2 separate regions of the Anas platyrhynchos genome follow, and region 1 is linked to region 2. A link is a contact called in public Hi-C data. All regions are on one chromosome and are shown on one strand. Each heading gives the region's core, a stretch centred on a gene start, on an enhancer-like site or on the middle of the called end of the contact. The rest is flanking DNA. Distances are from core to core; before and after follow the strand shown.

Evidence for each region. A called contact is a pair of places that touch in the nucleus more often than the background predicts.
Region 1: a contact with region 2 is called in a Hi-C map of skeletal muscle, with 2.9 times the contacts expected there. The contact joins the promoter of EED here to the promoter of SYTL2 in region 2. A contact is called at or near these places in 6 of 8 Hi-C or Micro-C datasets (F1 follicle, F5 follicle, liver and 2 more).

The regions. Positions count from the first base shown.
Region 1 is chr1:201,457,242-201,460,466 of IASCAAS_PekinDuck_T2T, forward strand. EED (embryonic ectoderm development) reads left to right here and starts at 1,816. Exons shown (of 12, transcript XM_005029748.6): 1 at 1,816-1,989. The coding sequence starts at 1,867.
Region 2 is chr1:201,312,209-201,315,436 of IASCAAS_PekinDuck_T2T, forward strand. It overlaps SYTL2 (synaptotagmin like 2), which reads right to left and starts at 1,694. Exons shown (of 19, transcript XM_072032843.1): 1 at 1,537-1,694. All of the region lies in intron 1 of CCDC83 (coiled-coil domain containing 83), which reads left to right.

The DNA of each region.
Region 1 (3,225 bases), core at 566-3,065, 150 kb after region 2:
GACCAAGAATCATAGGTTGGCTGGGGCTTTCGCTCCCCTTATGTTTTGGATGAGCCACTGCAAGGTGGCGGAGCTGGGTGTGTGGCCATCTGGAGGATGTCGGTTGACAGCTGCAAAATGCAGAGGAGTTGTCTTCTCTCCATTAGCTCAAGGGCACCCATGGTGAGAAGCTGAAACCCTCCACTGCTGAAAACTTAGTGTCTTTTTTCCACAGGTCTGCAGCACAGTCGTGATTTAGTCTTAATTAAGATGCCAATCTAAAAATATCCTGTCATATTCGTTTTTTTTTTTTTTAAATTATGGCAGGATATTTTTAGATTGGCATCTCAAGTCTGCTCATTCTTCGTATATGTCCCCACAAAGGTATAAACCACTTTTATCACAACCTTGATCTTGGAGCACAAATCTGAGCAGTTGTGAGCTCCCAGAGCTTTTATTAGTTGCGATCTACAACCTTTTGCTATATATTATGCACTGCTTCGGCAGAGCCTACGGTTCTGCAGCAGAAAAGAGAGGCTATTGCTAAAAACAGCATAGCATACACATCAGTTTAAGCTTCCTCTCTTCCTTCTTATCTCTGAAGTTTATGCCAGATTAAAGTTTAGATAAGGCAGGCTCACCTCTGTCACTGCCCTCCAAGAAACCACTTTGCGAGACTGGAATGTCTCCCCCAGGGAGGAAAGACTTGTTTCTGCCCACACAAGAAAAGCAGATAAGACTTTGTGCCTGTGGGCAGAATACTTTCCCCCTTTGGTAGTGATTTTTTAATTTTTATTTTATTTTTTATTTTTTTTACAGTTCATAATTATCATGACTCAGGGACCTGCAGTTTTAGAGATTAATAAATTAAAATCTGGCAACTGCAGCATTTTATCTACAGCCGTGGTAGAAGTTTGCTGGAGAGCAGAGGGCCGGGTGGGTTTTGGACAGGATTTTATTGCTGTATTTCAGCTCTGCCTGAGGTGACAAGGCAGGTGCCAGGGCTTGCCAGCTGCCTCATATGCTCACTTTGTGGGGCTCTTTGGAGAGCAAAAGAAGCAAAAAAAAAACACGCTTCATGCACATTAAAAGGCACTCAAGGGCAGCACAAGGATGGACAGAGGGATCGCTGACTTGGCACACAAGTCCTGTGAGGAGCGGCTGAGGGAACTGGGGGTGTTTGGTCTGGAGAAGAGGAGGCTCAGGGCAGACAACATTGCTTTCTGCAACTGCCTGAAAATAAGGTGTGGGGAGCTGGGCTCCTCTGCTTATAGGTAATCAGTGATAGGACCAGAGGAAATGGCCTCAAGTTGCATCAGGGGAGGTTCAGGTTGGAAATGAGGAGACATTTCTGCTCAGAAAGAGCAGTCAGACATTGGGACAGGTTGCCCCGGGGAGATGGTGGGGTCACCATCCCTGGGGGTGTTCAAGGAAAAGCTGGATGTGGTGTTTAGGGACATGGTTTAGTGGGTGATATTGGTGGTAGGGGGCTGGTTGGACCAGATGATCTTGGAGGGCTTTTCCAACCCTGATGATTCTGGGATTGTGTGACAGAGGGACTGTAGGAGAACACCTCACACACAAACACACTCACACACACACTCAGACAGCCAAGCTTGCCACGGGGCCTCACAGCCCACTTACACCATCTGACAAGCAACAATATAAAACACCAGCACGCCTCTGTACAGTTAAAACCGCCTTTATTTAACCCCGACCTCCACCAACTCCCCCATCCCCTCAGCGCCGCGCGGGAAAGGCCCTTTTACGGCAGTGTGGCACCCGCCCCGGCTTTCCCTACGGAGCCGGGCGCGGCGCTGCTTTACGGCAGCGTCCCGCCGACCTTCCCCGGGCGCGCTTTACGGCAGCGCGGCGGGGGCGGGGAAGATGTCTGAGCGGGGAGAAGCCCCGGCGGCGGCGGCGGGAGTCGGGCCCGAGATGCCGGCCAAGAAGCAGAAGCTGAGCAGCGACGAGAACAGCAACCCCGGGGACCTGTCCGGAGACGAGAACGTGAGCTCCGAGCTGGGAACTAAGCGCTGGGGTTGAGGCGAAGGGGCCGCGGCCAGGCCCGGCCCCGCTCTGAGGGGGCAGCGCCGCGATCGTTCCTGAGGCAGGGCCCCGGCCTCGGACCCCCCGGCCGGGCCCTCAGGGGGTCGGGGATCCCCTGTGGGGGCTGTTGAGGGGGATCCCCGGCTGTGGGGAGCCCTGTGGGGCTGAGGGAGCGCCCCTGCTTTGCCTCCACGTGGGTGAGGGGGAACTGGGGGCCCACGGTGGGCTCCGGCCCCGACCAAAGTGGGCTCAGGCCCCGAGTGGTGCTCAGGAGCTGCGTTAAAATGTCGCTTTTAATTTGTGTTTTTACACGTGAAACAGCAAAAAGAGCCTGTGGTCTTTCTCCCCGTGTCGTTCGGCTTCACGACCACGTTGTAGAGTAAAAGTTGGTGTAAGTGTACGCGTGCGGCCCCGCGGTGGAGGAGGAGTAGGGGATAGTGCTCAGGCGCTGGCAGCAGAAGGCAGCTGTGAGGGGTGAGGATGTGAGCTCCAAGCTTTTCTTTGTGACATTTCTTCTCAGAAAGAGCAGTCAGGCACTGGGATGTGTTGCCCAGGGAGGTGGTGGTGTCACCATCCCTGGGGGTGTTCAAGGAAAGGTTGGATGTGGTGCTTGAGGACAGGGTTTAGTGGGTGACATTGGTAGTAGGCAGATGGTTGGAGCTGATGAGCTTGATGGTCTTTTTGAACCTTAATGATTCTAGGGTTCTAAGCTGTGCTAAAATCCAGTGCTCAGGACTTGAAGGAGCTAGGTTGGTACAGAATAGCTCTGTACCCAAAAAGCAATCTCAGGTATTTAGCACTCACACAGTTGCTGAAGTGGGGGAGTTACTCTGGTGTTATCCCTGCACAACCCTTCCCTTGGCTAGATCATTTATCCAGAAAGTGAGGGATCTACGCCACGTCCCCAGTACCCTGTGGAAGTGCTGTTCGTGGGGGAACAGTTCCGAGGTGCTGTGTCCTGCTGCTGCTGAGCCTCTTTAGGTGCTCATCACCATCTGGCAGCTGGTTGTGCAGACCTGCAAACATCTGTTTGCCCTGCAGACACATGCGTTTGTGAATCTGAGTGAGGCATGATGCCAGATTTCGGGCTTGCGTTAGCATTTGTTGTAGGTTAGCATGTGGGCTGTGTGGGTACTGAAGATGTGGCCAGTCTCAAAAGGGAAAGCAGTCTGTTTCCGAGGGTTTGTTACTGAATCC
Region 2 (3,228 bases), core at 444-2,943:
GTCCCTACCTAGTACTTCAGCAAAGAGACAAATTCACGTTCCTGTCATTCATCTTTGAAGGAAAAGGAGTGTCATTTATTTTGGTCTTCATCAGCGTTGGTAAATAATGATGATCTGTTTCACTGAATTTTAAAAGCCTGACAGCGAAACCGATGCTACATTATTCTGGGCTGCAAGAGGAAGTAAGTTTCCTTCACATGGGACTGGTCCAATGCCAGGTTTGGAAAATTCCAAGACATGCTGTGTAGCCAAAGCAGAGGCCTGATGCACCCATAAAGAAGAAGCAGACTAAGCAAGATGCCTTAGCGTTGCCTTGCTTTAAACCCAAACATAAGCACATTAAAACATGGTAATGGGTAACATCATACATGCATCTTATAACACTGTAACACCACTAGCAGTATTTTATAACACAGGTATGCATAAATATACAAAAGCACGTAACTGCAAACAGAGGAACAGGGATTTGGGATATATTTGCCCAAGAAGTGCACAGGAAAATATGTTCAAATAGAATTTGCAAGATAAGAGCAAAGGATGTAGAGCAAGCAGGAAAGATGTGTGGTGAGAGCAAAACAGACCTGCAGAACAGAGAGGAGATAGGTCTGATAGAACCAGAACAAGCCTGCAAAATGAATAAGATGCCAGCAAAATCAAGGTAAGCCTTACTTCCCAAAATAATATGAACTATGTCAAAAGCAGATGAGCTCACACCCTTTTCTTCCAGGGAGGAAGCAAGGTGCGTAAGACATTAAGCAAAAAAGATGGTAATTAATGAAAATCACAAAATTCTCACTTTGATTCCAGCGCCTCCTGTCAAAGAGCTTTCAAGCACCTTACATTGACCTCAGCAACTAAAACCATCGAGACCTGTAATTACCAGCTTTAAATACAGGGCAACAGTTCCAGAGCGCTGGATATTCATCACTTCACAGTTTTAAATCTCCTCTCCTTACAGCTCTGAGAAAGCTCAGAAATAATCACAAGGGTATTTGACGATCTGCCCCCAGATTTACGCGACCTTCATCCTGCTGCGATGATCCTATAAAAGAGATCCATAACCAAGATCCTTCTACTCACGGAACCGAGTGCCTCAGATTTTAGGGCCAGGTCAATCCCTGCAAGTCCCTCTAGAGAGGGACAAGATGCAATGAACTGTTTCAAAGGGAAAGAGTTTATTATTTCCACAGAGGCCACTAGCATCCCTCCAGGAGGACCTGAGAGCCCTCTCTGAGCGAAGAAAGCCCTCTATTTAGGAAAGCGGGCTCCTACAGAGCTAGGTCCGGGGAAGTTGGCACAGTTACTCACCGCCCACGGCCACAAGGAGGTCTCAGCACACAGGGACAAGGTTTCCCTTCTCCACACCGGCCCTCAGCCACAACCCTCGCCACCCAAACCCCTCAGGCAAAGCTCTGACTCCGGACCCCACCGGGCGCCCACAAAATCCCTCCGGGCAGCCCCAACGGGGCACCCCAGCGCCTTTTTCCCGTAGTTTACCCCAAGCTCTCCGGTTAGGAGCTGCCCGGTTTCCCTCACCCCTGCCAGCAGCTGCTTTCCCCGCTTGTCTGAGGTGAGGGAGGCGGCGGCGAGAGGCGAGGCAGCCCCGGCCGGCAGCCGCCGCGCCAATGGCGGCGCCGAGTCCCCTCAGAGCAGGGCGGCTCCGCCGGCTCCGGCCCGCCCTCACGGGGCTGGGCTCGGCTTTGGGGCACCTGTGGGCACCGCAAGGGCGGCTGGAGGAAGCGGGGAGGGTGTCAGGGCTGTGGGGAAACCGTCACGGGTGTGGGGAGGGTGTTCTGGGTGCGGGGACTGCGCCGGGTGCAGGAGGTGGGAAGGAGTTTTGGGAGTGGGTTTGAGAGGGCACTGCTGAGGGTTGTGGCTGTGCAGCTGGAAAGAGGGTATTTCTCATCGAGTCCACACAAATCACATCGAGTTTGGCTCGACTGGCTGCCTGGAGGGAAAATGATCTGCATTTCACTTTATCTGGTAGTGGGTAAGCTGAGAGGCGACAAGATACGCCTGTTTGCAGTAGATATATGCAGCGATAATGAAGGTTTCAGTCATCTGTTTGTCCAGGAAGCCACTCTAAGTGGTTTTCTGTTTAATTGGTGGCACAAAATACACACGCCACCATTTGGTAGGATGATCCAGCAGGACTTTTCCTCTGAACTGAGCCTTGTTTGGCTATCGAAGTGCCAAGATGAAGCTGGAGTCCCTCTGGGATCAGGCCGACAGCACCAACTCCCTGTCTTTCAGACAGCCCTCGAGGTGCTGCTTTTGCCTTACATACGATCTTCCCAAGCCATTTGTTTTATATTTTTAATCCTGTTTGGGGACACCTGGAAAATTTCAGTCCCTGGAGTGCTGAAAGTAGAGCCTGGACTGCCAAGCCTGCAAGGTTGCTCAGGGTGTGCTCTGGCCATGCTCACAGGACCCCACTTTTCAATGACTTCCCTCTTGCGGCCACAGTTTGCATCGATTCACTCCCCAAATCCTCCGTAATCAACACTGTGTTCCTAGTCATCATAAAGCCTTGAATTTCACCTGCTACTCTAAGTTAGGTATGGTGAAAAAATTTAATGCTTATTAGAAAAAAAAAAAAAAAAGGCAGCATTTTTATCACAAGTCAGTAAATTACATGTATTTTCAATTTCAGCTGTTTTATGTGGGGCTTTCTGTCAACAAAAATAGGGAATAGAGCATGCTTTATGCATTATCTGATAATACCCTGGATTTTAAATGGGGCTTCCTTTCAGTTCACATGGATCAGAGTGAACTGGAGACCTTGTGAAAGCTTAAAACTCAGTTACTCCCTCTAATAATCTCCATTCAAGTGCCTCTTAACCACACACCCTGTTTATTTAGATAAATGCAGTGTACTAAGCTGCATTTCTTCAAACCCACGCTGAACTCCAGCTCTGCACACATCGAGAAACACAGCTTGGTACATTCACTAGAAGTGGGGGCCCTTTTGACATTCTCGGTACGTGTAATGCATTTGTCTATTGTGTTGAATATCTTTTTTTACCCCTCTGATCGCCGTCCCAAAGTGGAAAGAGGAAGGCAGTGGTGAGTCTGAGCCTTTTCAGAGCAGACACACTTGTTTCAGCCTGCAGCTGTGGGTACGCCTGGCCCCTGCCGGATGGAGCTGGAACTGATGGGTCTGGTGCACCCAGCATCCCAAGCAATCCCCCTTTAATCAAAAGGTTTTGACACAGGGTTCACGGAAAA